Linked DNA regions of Sus scrofa: region 2 is linked to region 1. The links are chromatin contacts, called in public Hi-C maps. All regions are on one chromosome and are shown on one strand. Each heading gives the region's core, a stretch centred on a gene start, on an enhancer-like site or on the middle of the called end of the contact. The rest is flanking DNA. Distances are from core to core; before and after follow the strand shown. Region 1 has its middle 190 kb from the start of MAFB. Region 2 has its middle 45 kb from the start of MAFB.

The links. A called contact is a pair of places that touch in the nucleus more often than the background predicts.
Region 2: a Hi-C map of liver shows a contact between it and region 1, with 4 times the contacts expected there. The contact joins two enhancer-like sites. A contact is called at or near these places in 3 of 47 Hi-C or Micro-C datasets (all in liver) and 1 of 2 datasets of contacts at active chromatin or transcription factors (alveolar macrophages).

What each region holds. Positions count from the first base shown.
Region 1 is chr17:43,214,324-43,221,454 of Sscrofa11.1, forward strand. No RefSeq gene overlaps it. Among named protein-coding and RNA genes, the nearest start is that of MAFB, 190 kb to the right of the region's middle. Within about 2 kb of position 3,113, at least 1 of the 83 cell types and tissues checked has an H3K27ac peak or open chromatin away from gene starts, as enhancers often do. A contact at or near this core is called in liver, where this site is marked.
Region 2 is chr17:43,362,839-43,369,969 of Sscrofa11.1, forward strand. No RefSeq gene overlaps it. Among named protein-coding and RNA genes, the nearest start is that of MAFB, 45 kb to the right of the region's middle. Within about 2 kb of position 4,548, at least 3 of the 83 cell types and tissues checked have an H3K27ac peak or open chromatin away from gene starts, as enhancers often do. A contact at or near this core is called in liver, where this site is marked.

The DNA.
Region 1 (7,131 bases), core at 1,863-4,362:
TCCGTGATGTTGCCCTGGCCAGAGCCTCCCCTTCCTGCTGTGGCTACTGCTGGGATGGGACGCAACCCTAACCCACATGCCTGTTCTACCCCGGTCCCCCAGGCCAGAGAATCCTGGGTCATAGTGTGCATTCTGCCCCATTCTCACCATGCAACCTTAGTTCTCCAATTGCAAAGTGGAGAGGTTGAATAGGGCGCTGGCTTACATTGCCCCTTATCTTTAAAGAAAACCTCCCACAGAACCCCACATAATGCCATGGGGCTTTTCTAAAGGCAAGTGAGGACTATAGCAACATCTACTTGTCAGCATCCCCATCCTCCTTTCAAAATTGACTCTATGGAATCCCTTAGGTAGAACCCCCATAGACAGTTGGGCAGGTGACGCACTGCACAACCTTAGGAGATGCCGTTCACATTATATGCTGTAAGGATGGCTCTTCCTACGGCTGCTCGGGACATAACCAAACATGGTGGCCCCATCTGTAGAGCATGACAAAGCATAATTTTGAACCACTGGACTTAGATCATTACCTCGCAAACTTGGAAAGCTGAGCTCTATCACAGTAGCATTCAGCCACAATTTCACAAACTCTTACTAAGGTGTGAGTACATAAGGGCTTAAATCCACTAATATTCCTTAGTAGTATCTGTGTACTCACTGAACACAAAAGCCTTTTTAATACTGCTGATGAAAAGGCATGATTGAAAAATTCTGGGCATTACCTAAAGCAAGAAAATGAAGGCCCAGCCGTCTCCTGTGCCTGACAATTTATTCCAGAACACAAATGTCCTGCCTGTCTGTGACTGGTTCTTTCTTAAGGCCAGGAGTTATGCCTCCTGAGCATTTTTACTTCCCTAAAACAAAAAGTCATTTTACTAAACCAAATACAGGAAGAAAACAGATTTATCCACCACCTACTTTTGGCCAGAAATTCCTTTAGCAGTCTGACCAATATCATCTCATTTATTTTAACTACCACTCCCTAGGTTCTCATTGTCACTTTTGAAAACAAGAAATGTGAGGCTAAGAGCATTCAAGCATACTGCCCACAATGACAAAATGATTAGAAAGCAAAACTGTGCTTAGAACTCATTTCTGTGCAAGCCCAAAGCCCATCATTGCACCCCATCAGTTGAAATCTCACCTGTGTGCTGGGAGTCAGAATGCCCTGGAGATTTTACTGAAATGTGTTCCACTTGAAATTTGAATTTCTGGAGTTCCCGTCATGGCTCAGTGTTAAAAATCTGACTAGGAACCATGAGGTTGCAGGTTCGATCCTTGGCCTGGCTCAGTGGGTTAAGGAGCTGTAGTATAGGTTGCAGACATGGCTCAGATCTGGCGTTGCTGTGGCTTTGGCATAGGCCAGCTATAGCTCTGATTAGACCCTTAGCCTGTATGCTGCGGGTGCAGCCCTAGATTAAATAAATAAATAAATAAAAATAAATTTGAATTTCTGAAAGGGAGTCCCAGCAATCTCTATTTAACCCCTTCTGGGGATTCTGAGGCATAACCTGGTTTGGAGATGGTTTGAGAAGGTAAATTGTCAGTAAAGATAAACTTGAATAAGGAGTTTCCTTTGTGGCACAGTGGAAACAAATCTGACTAGTATCCATGAGGAGGCGGGTTCGATCCCTGGCCTCACTCAGTGGGTCAGGGATCCAGCACTGCCGTTGAGCTGTGGTGTAGGTTGCAGATGTGGCTCGGATCTGGTGCTGCTGTGGCATAGGCCAGCAGCTGCAGCTCCAATTTGCCCCCTAGTCTGGCAACTTCCACATGGCGCGAGTGCAGCCCTAAAAAGCAAACTAAGTAAATGAATAAGTAAATAAATAAATAAACAAACAGAAATAAACTCCCATAGCCCACTTCCCTTCTTTGGCTCACACATTCTCCTCTTCTGTCTTCCATTGTGCAGGGTCCAAGTCTAATTCATCCTTCTATAGGAAGTCTTCCTGGACCTCTTGTTCTCTCCTCTGTTTCCCATAGTTACCTCCTTGGGCCTCTCTGATGCACTAACCATTCGAGGTCTTCGTGCTTTCGCCTCTCCTAACATCAAAACCCCTCCTGGACACAATCTGGGTCTTGCCTATGAGTCTCTGTTCACCCCCACCATCACCAAGGATGCCAGACTCCAGGACAGAGCCCTAGATGGGAATCAAAAAGCATTTACTGAATTGAGTTGGTTGGACTGAATGATCAAGACACTTCATTAGAAACTGGTTTACATATGGTCAGCCTGTTGCCTTCTCAAACCCCTTGACTATTTCAGGTGTCTTTGCCTTGAATGTTCCATATCCTTTGACCAAAAATAATCTCTCTCCAGCTCCTCCACCTGGTGCATTTCTCTGGCTACTTCAAGCATTATCTCCTTGACAAAATCATTCGCAACCAAGGCAGCCTTTATTACACCTGCTTCTGTGAAAGCTCAGCTAGGATAGTACCTACCCCAAATGATGTATATTTTCTTGTACAGCTTTCCCACTGGTCTACAAAGTTCCTGAACAGTTTTAAGTCTTCTTTCTTTTGTATTCTTGGGGACTTAGCACTTGGTGAGGCACATGTGGAAGCTAATAGGAATGAAGGACGGGAGGAAGGGAGGGAGGAAAGAAGGCAAGAATGGCAAAATAACTTAGTATCAGACGACACTGCTTTCTCAACAGATAGGTCAGTCTTTCTCACTGGAGTTAAGATTTCAGAGCATGAACAAAAAACACTGCTGCCAACTATCCAGACCTGCACAAACTTGCATGGAAGTCTTTTGGTAGTTCTGGGTAAGTAGAAAATGACTGTCCCTAAAATGAGCTGCCTTTCTGCCTGTCAGTGGTATGAGGTCACCATTGGTCCTGCTGCCAAACACCTGAAACAAGACCAGGGACACAGGAGAGGAGTCTCATCCATCCTCCCTTCTCACCTTCCTCCTCTCTTTTCTCACTTCTCGTGCTACCTCCCACAAGACGGTTCTTAGGTGGCATGCTTTTAACTACTGGAGGCATTTCCTGGAGTGGATCCCAATGTGCAACAGTCACCCTAATGAAGCGATTCATACCAAACACGAGGCCCTGGCATGGACCAGTCCATCCCTATCTCCCCTGCCCAAGCTCCACGGGCATCAGAAAGTGACCTACGCCCGGGTCCCTGAGATTTCATCAACATGTTCCAGATCCAAGTCACAAGGGTCGATAGCTGTCCCCATGTTTGCCCATAATCAGTAACAAATGCGGCAAAGACCGTGAACTTGCTTTTCTAGTACTTTTTAAGAGACCTTTAACCACAGAATTTTTATTGGCTCTTTTTTTTTTTTTTTGTAATTTAACAAATGAGAAAATCCCGGCAAATTGAAGCCAGATGTGTGTGCAGGGGCTATCAAAAGCCGTGATATTTGTGTCATGTTCGTTTTATTTATTCAGTCTCTTTCACTCTCTAGTCATGGGGCACCAGTGTTTCCTCATTATTTTGAAAGCCAGGAGATGCTGTTTGTGGTATAAGTTGATTCTCCACCCGACCCATAAGCCTAACAGTTCTAGATGCTTCCCAACTGTATTGGGAAAGGTCTGGAAATACATGAAATGAAAATCTCTGGTCACTTTCAAGGACTCAACCAAATACACCATCCTGTACATACAATCAAGCCCTGAAACATACCATAATTGTGGAACTAGCACAATTTTGTTTCTCATTAAATGATGTGATTCGAACACTATAATGTAGGGAGTTCCCTTTGTGGCTCAGCGGTTAACAAACCCAACTAGTATCTGTGAGGACACAGATTCCACCCCTGGCCTCGCTCAGTGGGTTAAGGATCCAGCATTGCTGTGAGTTGTGATGTAGGTTGCTGTGGCTGTGGCGTAGGCTGGCAGCTGCAACTCCGATTTGACCCCTAGCTTGGGAACGTTCATAGGCTGCAGGTGTGGCCCTAAAAAAATTCTTTTAAAAAAGAACAGTGTAATGTGTACTGTGTAACTTCCTTCACCCATGAACACACTGGGCTGGGGTTTTATGGTGTTTCAGAGCTTTTACTGAATCCAGCCATCCTGGTGAGGTGGTGGGCTCCTGGAGCCTGCCGCAAGCCTTCGGGGTCATTGGCACTCAAGCACAACACCCACTGGCTCGGGGTTCACACCCAAAAAGACTCCTCTCTTCAGCTCCATCCCCAGCTGAGGCAAGAGAAAAATCAATACTCCTGGGTGGGAAAAAAGATCCAATAAATTGCTGAAAAAATGACTTCCGTTTCTAACTCTGCTACTAAGTGGGCGCTTATTTGGGCAGTAACATGGCAAAGTGGCCAGAGCACAGAGGAGGTGGCCAGACCAGCTTCCCTCCCTGAGCCCACAACTGCTCTCCAACGGCTTTGTGGCCCCAGAAACTCAATTAACCTCGCCAGGCCTCACTTCTCTGTTCATTAGTATTTATTTATTTAACTTTCTTAGGCTTGCTCTTTGTGGTTTAAAAAAAAAAAAAAATCACCTCAGGCACAAGCAGCAGAGAGTAACAATTAATTAAAAAACATAAAACAGAGCTGAGATGGCCAACAGCGTTGAACTTGGAGACCGTCAGATAAGCCTTTTTAAAGATCTGTCCCTCGAACTTTCCAGAACTAGAGGAGGAGGCCAAAAATGTAGCAATGGAAAACTCACGAAAATGAGGCTAGATGCCTCTGTGTTCAGTGGTCTCGGAAAGCATTAGCAGGCTGACCGTGTGCTCTGTGAAAAACTGATCTCAAGAGTATGGAAGGTTCTTCTCAGATTTGGAGTCAGTGCCAGAGCTACGGAGAAGCTGAGAGATGAGCAGATTGAGAATCTATGCATCCAAACAGGGCACTGGCACTCCCCAGGGGAGTGATCTTCATTCAGAGCCATGCCAGAGCTCCCACTAGGGCTTAAAAAGAGGCAGTTGGGCTCAGAATAAGGTTTCTCCTGAGAACTGGAACTGTTCAGCAAGGGGAAAGTGCAAAGGTAAACGTCATCCCTGAAGGAGTTCCTTCCTGCAAAGATGGAGACCCACTACAATGCCAGGATCCATGCCAGGTTCTTGCACGATAGTCCCTGGGCAACCAAAACACCCAGCAGGTGAGACACAGCTCAGACTAAGGCTATGGCACAAAGCTTTCTACGAGGAAACATTTTTGCCAGACTACCTCTACAAAGTCTGTAAAGATTCTCTAGTACTATTTAGAAGACCCTTAACCACAGAATTTTTATCAGCCTTTTTTTTTTGTCATTTAACATGGGAGAAAATTCCTGCAAAAACTCCTCTATCAACCTGCCCTCTGTTTCTTCCCCTCGACAACCAATCTATTAGTCTGTGAATGTCTTTATTCTTTACCATGGCTATAGTTATAGGCATCTATAAATGCATCATTTCTTAAACTTAAAAAGCTCCCAATACATTGAGGTTGTTTCCAGGGATTTGTTATCACAGACATGGAGTCAGTTAATAATCCTTCTACATGTGCCGTATAAACCTATATCTTTAGGTCACATTTCGGGAAGTGAACTGTAGAATCAAGGAAGATGTGCCTACTGAATGTAGCTGGATCCATTGCTTTCCTCAGGGGCTATCTCCTTACTGAACAATCTCAGAGAACAGAATTGTCACATGATATCACTGAAAGCTGGCAGCTAGCTGTGGTTCCTTGGCTGTACATGACCCCTTCTTGTAGAAGCCTACCAATTCATATATTCATGATGCTGCACCCCCAGATGAAACATAGACCCCCCTCTTCCTGGAAGCCCTTAAACCCACCCTGAATATTGATCTCACAAGAGCAAAGTTCAAAGAGGAACTATCTCTGATCTGAGGTCTGCTTTCCACAATCCCAAATCTTTTTGTAGGATCTGCCTTTTCTTCGGGTGCTTCTTATCCATAACATTCACTTCTTTCCCTTTCTAAGGATGCAGCCCTAGACTCAACCTCTAGACAGACACAGTGGAACACACTGCCCCAGTGTCCGTGCACGATTTATACACATGGTGCTTCATTCTTGGCATTTTTCTCTCCCGAGTCACTGCTTCCTTCTAAAGAAAATGTGTCATGTTTAATAAAAGGCCCTTGTCCTGCTGAGGATGTTGATGAGTTTAGATACATAAATATTGACCGAATGTAGAGTTGGAGCCAAGGACAACCAAACATTTCTGCACAATATCAGAGGAATCTGGGTGTTCAAAGAGCAATGCATGAAAGAGGATATGAGGAGGAAAGATGAAGAAGGGGGGAAGGAGTTAAAGAGCCATCAAGATACAAAAAGGCTGGCATTGTGTTGGCCGAGGGAGGGGCCAGTGAGCCTCCTCTAGAGGTTCAGGGACCCATGGATATTTTGAGCAAGCACATTAGCTAATGTTTACTTGGAAGCAGCTTCTGATGCTCTGATGGAAGCTCCCTCTTGGTACCCTGCTGCCAAGCCATTCCAAAAGTCTATCACCCTTATAAATACTTGGAGGCCAAATGGATTATTGGTTTCTCATTACAAAAGTTCTTTCCTTATATCTTTAATTACAACCATACCCCCGCCCCATCTTCTCCAACCCTAAATCCCATTTTGTTTCTCATTAATAGTGCATCTCACTAACTGGAATAGTCCTTTTGTTTTTTCCTTTACAGTTTGTATCCTCCACTAAAATGTAAGCCCTGTAATAACAGGAACTTTTCCTACTTTGTTCCTTTGCTATCACTGCCTAGAACTATGCCTAGCATATACTAGGTACTCAATAAATATTTGTGGAATGTACTATGTAAGCAAAGAATGACCACATTACATGGAAAAGAAAACATTAAAGCACTTGGATGTTGTTTAAAACACAGCAGACTAAAAAGTTGTGTCCCCGTGTAGCTGAAAAAACATGCATTTTATAAGGAACAGAGTGAAATTAAAGTCTGAAGTTTTAAATTAAGGAAAAAAAATGGCCCTGTTATCCTCATGTTTTGCAAACTAATCACATTCACAGATTTAGGTGCATAGAAGGACAGTTAATTCACATCTTTCTGCCTCATATGACTTCCAACCATGAACAGGGAAGGCATGAGTCCTGGTCCAGATAACATGAGCATCCATGAGTAATTGTGACCAGGATCTCATCACAATTAGGCAGTGTCGCTGAGGTCAGCAGTTGGCTTTTTGGCCTCTGTTCCGTGCCAGCC
Region 2 (7,131 bases), core at 3,298-5,797, 150 kb after region 1:
CCCTTCCTCCATCTATACATACAACTCCTGTCTGTCCACCATTACCTACCCCCATCCATCCACCTATCCATCCACCCATCCATCCATCCATCCATCCATCCACCCATCCATCCATCCATGCATCCAGCAAGGCTTCCATTAGTGTGTCAACCTCTTCCTACAATGGTTACTCCTTTACTTACCAAGCCCTCAATACTTTGACTGCCTTTCTATGTACTCACTGACTTCACAAAGGCCCAGCCCTCAGGGTGCTTCAGGGAAAAGAAACTGGATTAGCAGACCATGTAGACCTGGGATCTAATCTCAGTTTGGCACTTACTGACAGTCAGTCCAGTGAGATGCCCAGTCACTGCCTAGGGGGGCTCCTCAAGGCCCCCAAGGAAGCTGGACAGAGTAGAAAGGGGGGTAGAAGAAAGGGCCTCTCACCTCTGTTAAGGACGCCGGTAAAGGCAATTATAGCCATCTCCACACCCTCCCAGCTAACTGGACAGTACAGAGGAAGATTCGCCCCGCTGATTTCTGCCCTGGCCTGTCCTGCTGGCCCTGATGGGGCACATCCTGGCCACAGTCCCCTCCTCCACCTGAGCCCTGGTGTTCTGAACTAGCTCCAAAGACCCTGAACATGCTGGACCAAGGCCTCGGGTTGCAGATGACCCCAGCACTGCAGTGACCCAGCCGGTCCTATGTGGTCCCATCCACTGTCTTAAATACAAATGAACTTCTTGACCCAGGCTAGATAGACTGCAGGTAACACAGAGAGGGGGAAACTCCATCAAAATTAGATGTAGGCTATGGAATCAGTAAGACTGCACTTGTATCCTTCTGGTTACACTTCCCCGCTGTGTGACCTTCCCAGATCACTAAATCTCTCTGAGCCACAGTGTCCTCATTATAAAATGAGGGTCAGAAAATTCCTACCTATGGCATAGGCTTTGACTAAATACACGTACAGATCAGGATGGGACCTGACACGTATTAGGCCCCATCCAAAGATCAGGTTGCCTGCCACTTTCTTGGACTGACCTTGGGGGCTGAGGCCTGGGCTTCTGGGTCCAAAAGGGAAAACAGGGCACATGTTCACTCCCGTCTCAGACCACCAGAGCCACAAGCGGAAGGCTTCCCCCTGGAGCTCTCAGTATCGGCATTTCCAGTGAAAAAACCTCTGTTTTCAGGGAATCTTAAATGCCTGGAAAATTTTGCAATGGGGTGAAACTTGGCCAGAGACAGAAACAAATTTCTTTTGCAAACCTGGCCCTCCCTTTTGGCCTGTGCTGGCCCCTTGCCGAAATGTGCCAAGCAGATAGGTCAGCGTGTGTTTTTCTATGACTGGGGTGTCTAAAGTGGAGTTCAGCGAGTGATCCATCTAATTGCTTTTGATATCTAGAAAAGCTAATTAAGGTAATAATACTTGGCACTTGTATAATAATAATAAAAATAATGACCCTTTATATGTAAGGAGCATCTTTAATCCAGGATCACAAAGGCTTTACAAACATTAATTAATCCTCACAACTCACCTGTGAGGTGGGTGTAATTAGCCCATTTGATGGCTGAATGCACTGAGGCAGGGATGGGTAAAGGATGTGGCAGAAATCTGTATCTACTGCCAAGACAGGGATGGCTCCGTAGATTCCGGGAGCCATGCTCAGAGCTCCCCAAGCTCTCTGGTAGGATCTTTCTTCCTGCCTCTGGTCTATTGGACCAGCCAAAGCTTCCCCTTGACCAACCATAGAGAAAAACAAAATGCCAGGCCTGCCTCGTGGCTGCTAGCGAGTCTCTTTCCCTCTCTGAACCTTTATTTCCTTCCCCATCAGCCAAGAGGACGGGGCTCCGTGTTGCCTCACAGCGCCAATGTCCAGCTGCTGGCTTGTCTTCCTATTTCTGGAGTCACTGGCAAGTGTCCCAGACCTTGAAGCCACCAACAAAGACCCAGGTTCAGCCAACATCCCTTAGCAACTGCGTTGCCAGATCTAGCATATAAAAACACAAGACACCCAACTAGATCAGAATTTCAGAAAAATAACAAAGTAGGGGTTAATAGATGTCTGTTCTATGCTTATACTGAAACATGATTGGTCATTTACCTGAAACTCACATGTAACTGGGAGTCTTGGATTTTCTCTGGCAACCCTGCTTATAAGCCACTCTGTGCCAGGCTCAGGCTGGATGTGTTCACATTACTGAGCTCATGTAATCCTGACGTATCTCTGGAAGGCAGGCACTACTGTTCCCTGGAGCCTCCGCTGACAGCCCCAGCTATTCCCTAGTGCCCAGAAAACAAAGTCCAAACCCCTGATGGAATCCCTTCCGCGCCCTGCAAATCCAGCCCCCCAAACCTCTTGAGCTCGATTGGAGCCCCACACATGCACGTCTAGGCTGGGTGTAATTAGCAAGTCCCGATGCCCAGCGTCCCACCTGGCCACTCTCTGGTTCTCGGCCTTTACCTCTGCATCTTCCTCCACCTGGCATGCCATTCCTCCGTCTTCCAGAAAGTGTCTACGCATCTGCAGGACTCCACCCAAGGTCAATTCCTCAGAGAAGCCTTCCTTTACCAAGGAGTTCCTCTGCTGTGTTAATGGCCTCCACAGTCGTGTGTGTGTGTGTGTGTGTGTGTGTGTGTGTGTGTGTGTGTTTTCTCTGTTCCTCCATTCACACCACACGCCCCATCACCAGCACATCCCACACTATTTCTTGGTCCTATACCTTGGCACACCCTATCCCCCCTGCCTGGAATTCCAATAAACTTACCCTCCAAGTTATTCATTGATTGAACCAAAATTTTTTTTTTTTTTTTTGGTCTTTTTAGGACCAAACCCCCAGCACATGGAGGTTCCCAGGCTAGGGGTCAAATCGGAGATGTAGCTGCTGGCCTACACCACAGCCAGAGCAACATGGGGTACGAGTTGCGTCTGCGACCTATACCACAGCTCACGGTAATGCAGGATCCTTAACCCACTGAGCGAGGCCAGGGAATGAACCCGAGTCCTCATGGATACTAGTTGGGTTCGTTAACCACTGAGCCACAACAAGAATTCCCATTGAACTAATCTTTACTAAGCACTTACAGTGTGTCAGGTTTATAAACTCTACCCTCAGGAAATTGACAGTCTAGTATAGAGGTCAGCAAACTTTTTCTATAAAGGGTCAGAGAATAAATAGTTTAGGCTTTGTGGCCCAAGGAGTCTATGTCACAACTACTCAACTCTGTCTCTGTAGCAGGAAAGCAGCCATGGAAAATATATAACCGAATGGGTGTGACTGTGTTCCAATAAAACTTTATTGACAAAAACAGGCAGCAGGCCACATTTGGCCCACAGGCCCTAATCTGCCAAGTCCTGGTCTCATGTTAGATGCGGATATTGAAGAAATATCACACAAATGCCTAGTAACTATAATTAACTTTCTTAAATGCCGTGAAGGCAAAGATTCTGCTCAAACTCCTTCCTTCTGAGGCCCTCATGTCAGCGGTCCTTGGGCTCTGCTCCCCCAGCCCCTGGGTAGATAGGGCACATCAGCGGGCGTTCTGGGCTGAGACACCCCCCTTTCCAACCCAGAGGCTTTGGACTCACTGTTGACATTGCACCTCATCTTGTGGTCCCCCTCACTGGCACTAGACACCCCAGGGCTGCTGTGGCCCCATCTAGCTGCCAGGCCTAGGCCCCCTCCCCAGCAGAAGGGAAACTCTGCTCTCCCCTCCCCCATAAAGATGCTCCTATTACCCCTCCTTCCAATTGCCCCGCTCTGATTAACACCCGGGGCTGAGCAGGCCTGGGGACATGATTGAATAGAGGAGCCCTGCTCCTGTATTGGCGTGAGAAGGATTACCTTTATTGGCCAGGAGGAAACACAAAACCTTCTTCAGAGACCCCAGGGCCACAGGAAGTGCCAGATGTTTCTAGCATCCCAGTCTTTTATCCCCTCCCTCGGTTGCTTCATCCTGCTGGGCTGCAGGATGGTTTCTCAGAACACACATACACACACACACACACACACTCACACACACACACACACACTCACTCACTGAGATTTTGTCCTCTGTGCATCATACACATACCTTCGGCATACACAGGCTTTCCCACCCACTTTAGGCAGATGCATGTGTAGGAACACACCTGGGCACAGACAAATCTCTGTTCCACACCTATGCCGAGAGCACGCATGTCCTGGCAGACAAACTTGGGCACAGACACAGACACAGTGGAAACATACAATCACTGATTTCTGGCCTCACACTTACACAGGCACACAAGGCATAGACTTGTCCATGTGTGCACACACCTACAAGCGCTATTTACATGTATGCAGGCATGCTATAGCATGTGTGCACATATACTCTACATGGGTGTATGCACGCACATGCCTTACACCTGTGCATGCACACATTCACTCTTCTCCTATATACTGTGAAATCCAGCCCCACCATGTGTCTTGCAGAAGGAACTGGCCATGAAAATCCCAGCTTTGGCATCTCTGAGCTGCCAGCTCAGTCTGGATCCCTGCTGCCAGCTTCAGTCTAAGCCGGCCACAGGAAGCTGCCTTTTCCCTGGCTGCCAAATTCCACTCACCTCTGACCCCAAGTTCGACAAAAGCTGCCCCTGCTTCCCGAGCTGCCTGTGTCCCCACTGCTGCAGCCGGTGTGTGGTGCAAGGAGATAAAGCAGAGACTGGGGTCCATGCCACTGCAGTCAAGGCAGCTTCCTTGGCCTCCCCTAGGGGGTCAGGGCCTGGCATGCTGGGGCCTCCAGGGAGGGAACCTTGGGCTGAGCCCAAGGGCGGAATGTCCCCTTATCTGAAGGATTCTGACAGCTTTCCTGCTTTGCTTCCCAATACATCCAGCAGCCTTGAGGGAGTCACCACCCCAGCAAACAGCCACCCCCCGCTCCTTTAACTCTTCCCCAGCCGTCTCTCTCTCTCTCTCTCTGGCCTCTGCTGCTTTCCTGCTGGGGCCAGTGGCACAGAGAGCAGTGACAGAGGCAAGGATTCAGATGTCAGTAAGCCAACCTCCATCCTCTCTTTTGAACCTGGCAGCAGAATTTGGGCCCCCTGCAATGTTCTCACATTCACTCATTCATTCATTGAAAACACACTGCTGAGGATGGCACTGGGGACTCCAGGGCGAACAGATGCAAGTCACTGGCCTCACTGTGGGGATTAACACCAGAGCGTGTGCGAACCCGCACACATGGCCTGCTGCAGTCAGGAGGGCTTCACAGAGGAAGTACATTGGCCTCCAGTCCCGAAGGCCAAAGAGGAGCATATGCGAAAGCGCAAGCTAGGCAAAGCCAACAGCAAGTGCATTGGGCCAAGGAGGCTCAATCTGATGCACTAGAAACGTTGGTTGGCTAAAGGAGTGAAGAAAGGAAGGAACGAGGAGCCACTGGAGGCTTGCAAGTAGGGACATAACATTGACAGCACCTGACATTGATAAGAAACACTTCTCACTCTTCCTGGGAACCCCAGGACCCTACCTCTCGCTGGAGGGCGTCTTTGCTCTGGGTGGACGGATGAGTCATCGTCCCCCAGGAGTTCACTTGTCCCGTGGACTCTCTGCTCCCTGGGCCTACCACACACCTACACATAGACCCAGATGAATCGGGGGCTGCAGATGCGCCTGTGCGCACGTGCATGTGTGCCACAATCACAGGTGTGCAACCACATGCAGGCCACATCCACTCATCTGAGAAAGAACTATTGCAAACACTCTTTGCACACTTCCCCATGGGCCAGGCAGCCTGGCACCATTCTACCCCCCTCCCCCGCTGCATTTATTAACTCAGTTAACTCAGCCCCCCAAGGTACAAATGGTTACAATCCCCATTTTGACAGAGAGAGAAACCATGGCGGTGGGAGCCATTTGTCCAGTTATCTAATTAGTAAGCAGTAGGGCCGGAATTTGAATCAAGCCATCTGATCCCAGGGTCCATGCTTCCAATCACCAAAGCAAAGCTGTCTCGAGCTCCCTCCCTTCCCAGTCCTTCCACACTCCAGCCAACCGTGTTGCAGTCCAGGGTCCCTCAACACAAAATTTCCTGTCACATTCATCTCCTGGCCACGTCACTCCCACCTTTCTCCATGGTATATACTGTCTTAGGAGATCTGGTTTTTGTTTGTTTGTTGTAGTTGTTTTTAGGACTGCACTCACAGGGTATGGAATTTCCCAGGCCAGGGGTAGAATCAGAGCTATAGCTGCTGGCCTATATATCAGCCACAGCAACAAGGGATCCGAGCCATGTCTGCACCCTATACTACAGCTCACGGCAACCACCATATCCTTAATCCACTGAGTGAGGCCAGGGATCAAACCTGAATCCTCATGGATACTAGTCAGGTTTGTTACTGATGAGCCACGATGGGAACTTGGAGGAGATCTGTTTTTATTAAAATTTGTTTGCCAAACCTTTGTTAAGCACAGACTATGGTCCAGCCTTTAGGCTAAGCATTTTGCATACATTCTCTCATTCCGTCCTCGAAGCAACCTTATGAAGGTTCTGTTATCATTAGCCCCATTTCTTAGATGGGGAAAACTGAGGCCTAGAATGATTCAGTGACCTGCCCAAGATCATAGAGTCATAGAGTTTGGAAGAGACTCAAACTGTCTTGACTCCGGAGCCTCATCTGTTAATCTCATCTTGGCCTGAGTCCTGCTCAGTTTTGGCTTCTGTAACCGAAAGTCTGACCGGGAGGAGGAAAAAGATGGGAAGGAAGAGGAGGAGGAGGAGGAGCAGCAGCAGGAAACCAACGTGCAAAGCTATTGGTCACGATGATTCCTGCATGTGGTGGGGGGTGTGGTGGTGAGACTTACAAACTTTCTGCCCACATTTTCTTCTGAAAGGTCCGGAAATATTTGGAAATATGGAAAAGTTGAAAGGATTGTGCCAGGAACATCCATAAACCTACCACCTAAACTTGGCAATGAGCGTTCCCCTGTACTGGCTTGCTCTTGCTGGCCATCAACCCACTTCAAATGGCAGATATTTGACAGACTTTTTAAATCTGAGGAGCGAATCAAGGCTGAGCCCCCTTGGGGAAACCACTATAGGAGACCCAGCTTCCGGGTTCCTACGGAGCCCCAAAGCCCATGCACCCAGGTATGGGTATACACAGGAGTGCATCTGCCAGCCACACATGCACA